Regions from separate parts of the Danio rerio genome. Here regions 2 and 3 are each linked to region 1. A link is a contact called in public Hi-C and HiChIP or PLAC-seq data. All regions are on one chromosome and are shown on one strand. The core of a region is the stretch at or near the end of the contact, and the rest is flanking DNA. Distances in the headings are between cores, read along the strand shown.

Region 1 (3,223 bases), core at 647-3,146:
TCAAGTAAAAATGCATTTCAGTATTACACTTAATCACTTTTAAGAAGTTTTAATAAAAACTGGATGTTTTTAACCTGTCAGCCTAAAAAAAAAATTTACATGCCAATTGGGCTACTATTCCTCATTTATATGGAGACATTTATTTTAAATTTACAATCATAATACACCATTGGGGAAGGTGAGACTAAATATGACATTTTACCCTTCATGCCTCACATCAAATCACAACATATTAATGTTGAACATGCAGAACTGTAAATGAGATACAGCAGTTTCCACATTACAATGTTCCTAGCTAATATCTACTGAAACATCTAACACTTTTAGATGTTTTTGTCGTACAAATATTTATAAAAGACAACTGCAGGTTAAAAGTAGTAATGTACTTACATGACATATGTTTTGCTTGTCGACTTAAGCCCTCCAATAGGGATTCGTCTAATGATGACAGACGAGTTTTTAGGAATGAGGGCTTCATCGTCAGTGTATTCTGTAATCAAAAATAAGAATGGCAAAACCATTAATTAACACCTCTCACATTCCTTTGTCTATGTAATGAGCACACATAAACGCTGGCACACAAAATGGAGTCTTCACTACACAAATGTACAGTTAAAAACAATACTTTAAATTAATTAATCGCAATAAAACAAATCATTTACAAGCTTATAATTAAAAGACATAAAATCCCATTTAAAAGTTATATAATAACGAAGCTGGTGACAGGTTAGCAAACATTAGCTATAAGCTAACAGTTAACCAAGGCAATAATTCAAACCCCTTTTCCAACAAACCTTACGCGTTTACTTATGTTAACATTGGTTAGTATCAATTACTCGAACAAACTTTGAACAAACAAACACATTTTGTCCAGCTTACCTTCTTTAGTCTGAGCGTTGGTGATTTGCAGGTCGCAGTCCGCGGCCTTCAGCTTCTCTCGCCCCATGATCTGGCGTTTCAAATCACTGAGCGTGATGTGAAGGCCATCGAAGGTGACCGTGTCGTAGTTAAGTTTAGAAGAAAACTTGTAATGGACACAAGACATGTTTAAACACTCCTTGTGGTCAGACACCACCACCACACACAACCAAACTCAACTACAACTCGCCCGATCGCGTGGGCTCTCCCAGCGATCAACCTTACTCAATATCAGTTTATCAGCTTAACAGTTTAAGAATAATAGCCATATTTGCTCATCATCTCAACACTCTTTTGTTAAATCAAAAGGTCTCCACTAAGGAGGTCGTGTGGATTCTGCCTCACGTGAATAGCAACTGCGATTTGAAAATAGCAAGTGTTCAGAAAGACCGTGATCAAATGCAACACGCAATCTTTATGACGCAAGTGATTTAAGTCCACGGAATTTCCCAGCAAGAAGCCAGAAACTCTCCTGCCGGGTTTCAATGTCCAAGACCATATGGCGGTTAGCCGTGAGCTGTCCGTAAGGTCCAACTCTGATCAAGAAATATACAGTTCAAACGGTGTCCGTATGGGTGAACGTGTAGAGTCCAGTCAATAACGTCGCCTCGGTGTCCGAAATGAGTTCCTCCGAAATGTTTGTTCGGCGCAGTCCAAATTTCAACAACAACAAAAAACACAAACCGACGTAGTTTGAAGCAAGGCCTGAACAATGTGGCTATGAGCTAGTGTGACCAACCTAAAATGGCGTCCATCACACATACAAAAACACAACAGACTACAGCAAAACGGATACAAAACACTAAAAACAAAAAAAAAAAACGTTCCTCCTTTTATCAAAATACTGTCGCGGTAACCCAGTCTCCCCGTCGTCAACCTCGATGGCCACAGTGATGTTGTTTAAATCACAGTTTTGTCGTACTGACTCACGTCCGTGATCGAAAACAACCCGTTGACTTTACGCACACTAGGGGTTTCCGCAGAAAACGCAGGGGCAAAGAATAAAGCTGTTACTAGGAGGGGCCAAGAGTGCGCATGCGCAAAGCGCTACAAGTTGCGGGAGTTTATTAACAGCACACCCTTTTGTTTTAGTCGCTTTATTAATCGGGTTCACTTCAGCGGAATGAACCACCAACTTAACTAGCATATGCTTTACGCAGCGAATGCCCTTCCAGCCGCAACCCATCACTGGAAAACACCCATACACTCTCGCATTCACACACAAAGGCTACACACTATACAAAAAGCAAATCTGACAGCACATCTTTATTCATAAATGCAAACAGTCAAGGAAAATTATAATTTTACTCATTTAAAATATAAATTAGTCATACTAGTGTACATAGCAAAAAAAATAAAAAATCTATAAACTACTAAACTCTTTTGCATGCATAAAATGAATAATGTTGATGTTTTTATTCATGTTTATTTCTATTTTATTTTTTCTCAATGTTACTGATACTACTCTATGTTCTGACTTGCAACTTAATTTAATGTTCATTAATATAATGTAAAACAGTCTGAGTTTTTTTTACATCGCATACGATTCTAAATAAAATAAAACGTATGCCCATAATTAACATTATCTTCTGTGTGACTTTAGCTAAAATATTTTGTGCAAGAAAATGCACAATCTGACACAAGAGAATCTTTTGCAACTTGTATTTAAATAGCGAAAACATTTTAAAAGTGACTTTTATTCTAAATCGTAGACACTGTTCTTGAAACACAAAAACTACCAATAAAAAGGTGTGAGGCACCAAAAGCAACCCATATTAAAATTAATTTGAATACTATTTTGGCCATTGTTGTTATACATTAATTTTCAAATGTACTTTCTTATACAAGAGAGGCTAGATAATTTGTTTGTTTGAATTGCTCTACACTATGTTATTATTATTAATAATATTTTTTAAATATATTTTTTATTCAAATTGCTAGATTCTGACTGTGGAAAGAATATGCTGGGCAGGTAGTTCTTTGCAAAATAAACAACAATAGACAGGTATTGATGTAAAACATCATTGATGTTTCTTTTTTCTAATGATAAATGATGTAATAAATTTGAATTTTAGAAATAAGTATTAATTTTGACATTTCTTTATTCTAAATATTTAGGAAACATTTTTGGTGCATCATAAAGTGTGGTTATGATGACCGTCCAACAAGCTAATACAGCTAATGCTGCTTAAAATGTCACTAAAATGCACTATTTAGATCTCATAATTCAACAGAAAAATAAGGCAAATAACTGCAAAAAGGTCCACTTTTTGAGAAAAAAAAGAACAACCCCTTTCACCAGACT
Region 2 (3,084 bases), core at 187-2,686, 280 kb after region 1:
GATTTTTCCTTCGATGAAGATCTGACACTGCCACAAGATTACAGACACTTTCCTGCAGTGTGACAACAGCTGCGATGAGCTTCAATCCGAGAACCAATTGAAGCTCCGAATTTGATGAATGATGATTTGACGATTCAAACGACTGCAGAGAAATTTTTCTTTCTGAAAAATTGAGACACGCCGTGTGTAAAATTGCCATAACAGGTTGTTAATGTTTGCCGTGAGGAATAATTTCAGAATGCGGGATAGTGAAAGTGTCAGGGATGGAAGACGTCTAACTTTGGGGGTGTTTTCTTCCGTGTTTGGCGCATATTCATTGTAATTCAATTTGACTTTATGACAACTGAGATCTTACAGTGTGACATGGCAGCCATGTTCGTGCAGTCTGACATGCTACAATCAGTTAGGATTAAAAAAAAATCTATTTAAAAATCTATTTAAAAAATCAAAGAAAACAAAAGAAAATTGTAGATTGTAAGTGAGCCGGCCTTCAAATGAGCATAAAAAGTTAAGAAAACAATCAAATGCTTTCATAATAGATCTGTGCAGTGACACGTCTGTTATTTAATGTAATCAAATGAAAAATCAAAACGAGAGTAATCAGATTGTTTAAATTATACAGTGAACAAAAGGTTCATGAGATTTAATAACTTGATTCAATTTCTTTATAATAGCCTAGCTATTCATTTTAATAGGCTAAACTGTTTTATTTATTTGCAGCTTTTTCTAATGTATGCTATTTATTATATCCTTTGTAAAAATAATAATAATAATAGTAATAATAATAATAATAATAATAATAATAATAATAATGTAATAATGTAATATCCTTTATTTTTACATCCCAATGTTGACAGGTATGTATGAATGTCATGTGCTACCAGTTTCTAACATTCTTCACAATATCTTCTTTTGTGCTTAACAGAGTAGAGAAAAAAGAACTCTCAAATCTTTAGAACCACTTGAGGCTGAGTAAAGGGGAGTAAATTGTCATTTTTTGGGTGAACTAACCCTTTAATGCTTCTGGAAATGATTAAGCAGCGCTGCCCCCTCTAGGTTAAAAACACCACTGCAACTCAACACCAAATGATAGATTTATAAAAGAAAAAGGAGCATTCACAGCTCACAACAGACCTTGAAGCTGATTTAAGGCAAGATTTCTTCACAAAGTAAGATTCATTCACAGAAATAAACCGCACAACAAGCGCTAACAACATACTAAACAGGGTCACCCAGGGTTCCTCACTAACATTTATCAACCTGCAAGTGCTCTGCTGGTCAAATAGAGTGCAAGTGTGGGAAAGATGAGGTGGAAAGGACCTTTTAAAGGCAGAGTGGTCGCCCCATTTCCATGCAGGTATTGGTCAATTCATTAGCTTTAAGTGACAGGCCTTTGAAATGCGCGACAGGAAGTGGCCTCATTCATCTTACTGTACGCTCAGCAGATCTGCAGTGCCGTAGCGTGACATTAAATTATAAAGGACAGCGTGATGGATTAAAAATGTCTTTTGCGCTCAGGGCTGTCTGTGCCTCGCTTCTTTACATGGTGCAGCTCAGCTCATTAGCCGCTAGCGGGCTAAAGGCTGTTAGTTAATTCTACAGGCTCGCGGGGTGAAATGGCCCAGGATTGAGCTTGAAGAGAGGGACGCTTGGCTGAATATGGAGCAGTGTGTTGAGGCTAATGTCACACACACATATATACACACACTCACAGCTGCACGGATCCAGGCCTACTTCCATATATAAAAAAGCATTAGTTTAAGCAAAAACACATGTCTGTTATCACTTGCTCATGTTTTTTTCCTTCCATTGAAAACACAAACACGACACACAGACACACATACAAATTTAACATCTGCTTTATAATAAACCTTATTCTTTTTCATGCATTTTTTACATTCATAATTGTAAATTTTCAAATTGCAGGCCAGTATTTATAGCATTTATACAAGCAACTACAAATTACTTGCTTCCAATCTCAGATTCACTTAACAAGAAGGCAATCAAAGACAATTGGAATAATCTTAAATATGTATAATCTATTAAATCTCTAAATTGCTGTTATCATATTATTTTGCTACTTCACTCTCAATTTCCTTTCTATTATATATTTATCCTTAGACCAGATGACCTATCGATATCTCTTTAAATTTTGTTTGATTTCTTTACTTTTTTCCTATTGTTTCTCGTTTTCCATTCTTTATTGGCACCAAATAATCTAATGATTATTATTGTAAATGATGGGGACTAAATGTATCTTTGTTATACAATAAATGTAAAATAAAAAAATAAAAAAAGCACTAGCATACACATTTTTGTTTGTTTTTGGTATTTTTGTATACCATTGACTCCAATTGAGTGTACAATGTGGACCAAAACGTTTAAATAATAATAATAATAATAATAATAAAATAATAATATAATCAGCCGGATTGGAATGACCTGAGGATGAATAATGACGAGAACTCAAATTTGTTTTTAAACTGAGGTTCAGGGACACTCCATAAAAACTGTTTGAAAATAAAGAATAAAAAAGGAAAAATAAAAACAATAAATTAACAAATAAATTAATATAATGACATGAAAAATCATTATTAAGATAAATAAATATAAATTATATAAAATGTACGCTAATATAACAAAGATTTTGATCTGACTTTTTACATGAGACATGTGATCTGATTTTGATCTTCTTTTTACATGAGACATGTGAGCTTTACATGAGACATATTTTATCCTTTTGGCATCTTTGGCATAATATATATTATATTTTATATCATTAACCCAAAAAATACATAGCACTTAAAACCGCCATTAATTAAAATTGTATCATACCTTTCTCATTTTGTTCTTTTTCCAATCGCCTCTATTTATCAAGATATTTCTTTAACGTTTACATTTTTTTGTACATTTTCTGTAGCTTTACAATCACCTCCATTAATCACTATATTCCTTTCATAATTTATATTTGTACAACTTTTTAAATTAGTTAACACCCTGATCCATCATCTTTTCATTTATGGTTATTATTGTTTTTGAGGCATAACTTCAACACCAGCATGCGCCAGCACAATAAATACGCAA
Region 3 (3,527 bases), core at 978-3,477, 400 kb after region 1:
CAGAAGGTACATACATTGCTCAGCATATACAAGTACACCCCTTACAAATCTATCTTTTAAATTCATATTTTTTATAGGAAGCTATACAATACTATATTTGTGCATAAACATTAGATTAGTCATAACTGAAGACAAAACTAGATCTATTATCTAACAAAAAAAAGAAAAAAAAACAAAAAATGAAAATATTTGCTTAAAATTTTGTACTTTGCAATTTCTTTTTTCAACATTTCGCTTAAATTTAATTGTATTACATTTCTATTTTTAAAGATGTTTGGTGGCTAAAATATTATTTTAATAAATATCTATTTAAGAAATCAATTTTGTTCAAACGCACCAAAATTGCCTATATTCACTGAGAAATGGAAAAAAATATTCATTTTCAAAATGGGTGTACTCAATTATGCTGCACATTGTAGGTCTAAAGGCAAAGTGGACAGTTTTACACCTGAGCTGTAACAGGTCCACATCCATGGAAAGCCACTTTGACATTTAAGGCCTCAATACACTTTTAAATAAAATCTAAAAAATCTTTTTTAATATGTTGTCACACATTAAAAAGAAAAAGAAAGAAAAGAAAATCAGGTCAAAGCTAAGTTTGTTACAAGCTCATTTCATGAAACAGCTTGTCAAAAGTGAGCTTTCCAGAAACATTTACTTAAGCAAGTAAACACCTTCAAATTACCAATAATCTCTGATAATTATGTAATAGGTAGGTGAGGCTCTGAGGCTCTGTTTTCTTAGACTTGAATATCAACATTTCATTTTATTCAATTCAGTAAATATTAAAATCTAATCTAATCCAATCAATACTGACCGTTTTTTATGCAAGGTTTCTAAAACTCGGCCCAGGAGGTCCAGTGTGCTGCAGTTTTTAGCTCCAACTTGCCTCAACACACCTGCAAGGATGTTTCTAGAATGCCTAGTAAGAGCTTGATTAGCTAGGCAAAGTGTGTCTGATTGGGGTTGGAGCTAAAATCTGCAGGACACCGGACCTCCAGGACCGAGATTGAGAATCCCTGCAAAGCAACATTATTGTAAGTGCTATTGCAAGCGTGACATGACTGTTTAAAGGGATATTTCACTGAAAAACTATGCACTATTTGCTCACCCTCAAGAGGGTTCCAGACCTTTATCTTTATTCTGTTAAACGCACAATAAAATGTTCTGAAGAATGTTCGAAATTGGTAGCCATTGACATCCATTGTAAATCAATGACTACAGGTTTTAAACATTTTTATAAATATTTTCAAATATACTTTGTGTTCAAAAGAAAGAGGCTCAAACTAATTTGAAACAAATGGAGGACAAGTAAATTAATGATGACTGAATTTATGTTTTAGGGTGAACTATCGATTTATGTGTCAAATTTATCCAAATGTAAACATTGCTAAGTATAGACGCTTTCTTAGCTGTTGTTTTCTTTTGCAGCAGTAATTTTAGTTGCGTGTTCATCTTTTTTGCAAAAAAAATCCACAATATTCATCTAAATTCCACAGTCGGCTGTGCGAATTTCATTTAGATCTTCATATAAAATCTTAAATTAATTTTAATTTAGAAAAGTAACAAGGTAAGTCTATCAGGGCCTTCAATTAAAAATAAATGAATTACAATTTATTAATGGTGGATTTAACATACTTTTTAGAAGAGATTCAAGTACTCTTCATCACTATATAAAAAAGTTAACCATCAAAAAAGTTAAATAAAAAGACTAATAAGTGCATAACCTACTAAGAATATAGCAATAGGCCTATGCACAATGCATATTGTCATGAAAACGTTTAAATAATAGTCCCTAATACATTCATTAGCAGCACAAATCAAAACTAATATCACAAAAAAACGAATTAGCCTTCCTATCTCACTGTTTTAACAGCTTGCCATACACCTTGCAAAGCCCGCAAACTCCTTACCAGATAAAGTCCGTGCAGTGGCTGCAGAAAGTAGGCTGCTTGAAGAAGCGAGCGATAAACTTGTGGTTCTTGACTTCGTGAACGTTCTTCTGTCTCAGGGCGCCTTGCCGGGCAAAACCCCTCATGGGTGCGCTCCTCTCCTCTCCATCGCTGTTCGCCGGCTCTGCCATTCTAAAAGCGGGGAAAGTTTGCACGAGCCTGGACACTGGAGTGAGTTGCGCACATGTAACGCAAAAGCTTCAGACTGCGATCAACTCTCAGGCGCGATGCTTCGCTTCCTTCTCCGCCCAAGTGCCTTCACCGGTACACTCTCTCTCTCTCTTTTCACACACACACACACACATACCCAGACACACACTGACGCGCTGTTACAAGACTCCTCCCACCCTCCCACTCATTTACCTTTGGCGAGCAGAGCTGATTGATAGAGATTCTGTCAAACCTCTTACGCATTTACATTAAAATCCGCTCGACAGCATTACGAGAAGGAGACAGTGTGGAAACATTTACGAGCTGATGAATTATGAGGCTCGTGAACATTTATAATTGAAGGGAATCTGCCAATCATGCTGCCTTGTTGATACTGAATATGGAGTAGGTCGGATGAACGCCTATTTGGGTTCAAACTTAAAGGTGCAGTCGGTATTTATTTTTTGTAATTAAACTGTTCTACTCTTAAACAAAGCGTTTAGGTTTTAGAGATAACGTTATAAACATTTACTGCCATGAGAGATAAAGATAAGTGCTGGGGGAAAAAGGGTGATTTTATTCTGCATGGAGCGGGTCGCCCCCTCATGGGCATTTTACATGTTGACATCACATGACCGGTTGTACAAAACGCACCAAAACGGTACTTTAATTTGCATAGCTTGTAAGAAAAAATAAAAGGACATGAGTGAATATGAAAAATAATTCAGGTAACTAAAAGTCCTCGATCATTGATTAAACTGGCATGAGTACAAGCCAGTTACACATAAAACAGTGCACCCTAATAATCTAATTCATTTCAGAACTGCACATTCATTTGTGAGGACTAATATTAGTAAATCATGTTAAATCATTACCTTGCACAATAATATGATCTCATCTCTCAACTCTATTTTAACTGTTTTTCCGGGGCCGTGTTGCAGAGGCAGCAGTCTTAGGAGAGAACCCCATATTTCCTCCAGCTCCTCCGGGGAGATCTCGAGACATTCCCAGGCCAGCCAAGAGACAAAGTCCCTCCAGCGTGTCCTGGATCTTTCTCGAGGCCTCTTCACAGTGGGACTTGCCTGGAACACCTCTCTAGGTAGGCACCCAGTAGGCATCCGAAACAGATGCCCAAGCCACCTCAGCTGACTTCTCTCGATGTGAAGGAGCAGCGGCTCTACTCTGAGCTCCTCCCGGGTGACAGAGCTCCTCACCCAATCTATAAGGGTGCGCCCTTACATCCTGCATTGGAAACTCGTTTTGGCTGCTTGTGTCCGAGATCTTGTTCTTTCGGTCATGACCCAAAGCTCATGACCATAGGTGAGAGTAGAACGTAGATTGACCGGTAAATCGAGAGCTTTGCCTTTCGGCTCAGCTCCTTCTTTACCACAATAGACTGATATACTGACCCCATAACTGCTGTCG

The links. A called contact is a pair of places that touch in the nucleus more often than the background predicts. HiChIP or PLAC-seq counts read pairs in DNA pulled down with a chosen protein or histone mark.
Region 2: an H3K4me3 HiChIP or PLAC-seq map of embryo shows a contact between it and region 1, with 9 times the contacts expected there. The contact joins the enhancer-like site here to the promoter of rbbp6 in region 1. A contact is called at or near these places in 7 of 18 Hi-C or Micro-C datasets (caudal fin, embryo, hematopoietic stem cells and 1 more) and 2 of 4 datasets of contacts at active chromatin or transcription factors (caudal fin and embryo).
Region 3: a contact with region 1 is called in a Hi-C map of hematopoietic stem cells, with 4 times the contacts expected there. The contact joins the promoter of prkcbb here to the promoter of rbbp6 in region 1. A contact is called at or near these places in 5 of 18 Hi-C or Micro-C datasets (caudal fin, embryo and hematopoietic stem cells).

The regions. Positions count from the first base shown.
Region 1 is chr3:34,263,021-34,266,243 of GRCz12tu, reverse strand. rbbp6 (retinoblastoma binding protein 6) reads right to left here and starts at 1,896. Exons shown (of 17, transcript NM_001193674.1): 1 at 880-1,896; 2 at 391-490. The coding sequence starts at 1,045.
Region 2 is chr3:33,983,668-33,986,751 of GRCz12tu, reverse strand. The region is part of intron 5 of prkcbb (protein kinase C, beta b); the gene reads right to left. Among named protein-coding and RNA genes, the nearest start is that of prkcbb, 120 kb to the right of the region's middle. Within about 2 kb of position 1,436, at least 7 of the 62 cell types and tissues checked have an H3K27ac peak or open chromatin away from gene starts, as enhancers often do.
Region 3 is chr3:33,860,981-33,864,507 of GRCz12tu, reverse strand. It overlaps prkcbb (protein kinase C, beta b), which reads right to left and starts at 2,227. Exons shown (of 17, transcript NM_200978.1): 1 at 1,914-2,227. The coding sequence starts at 2,083.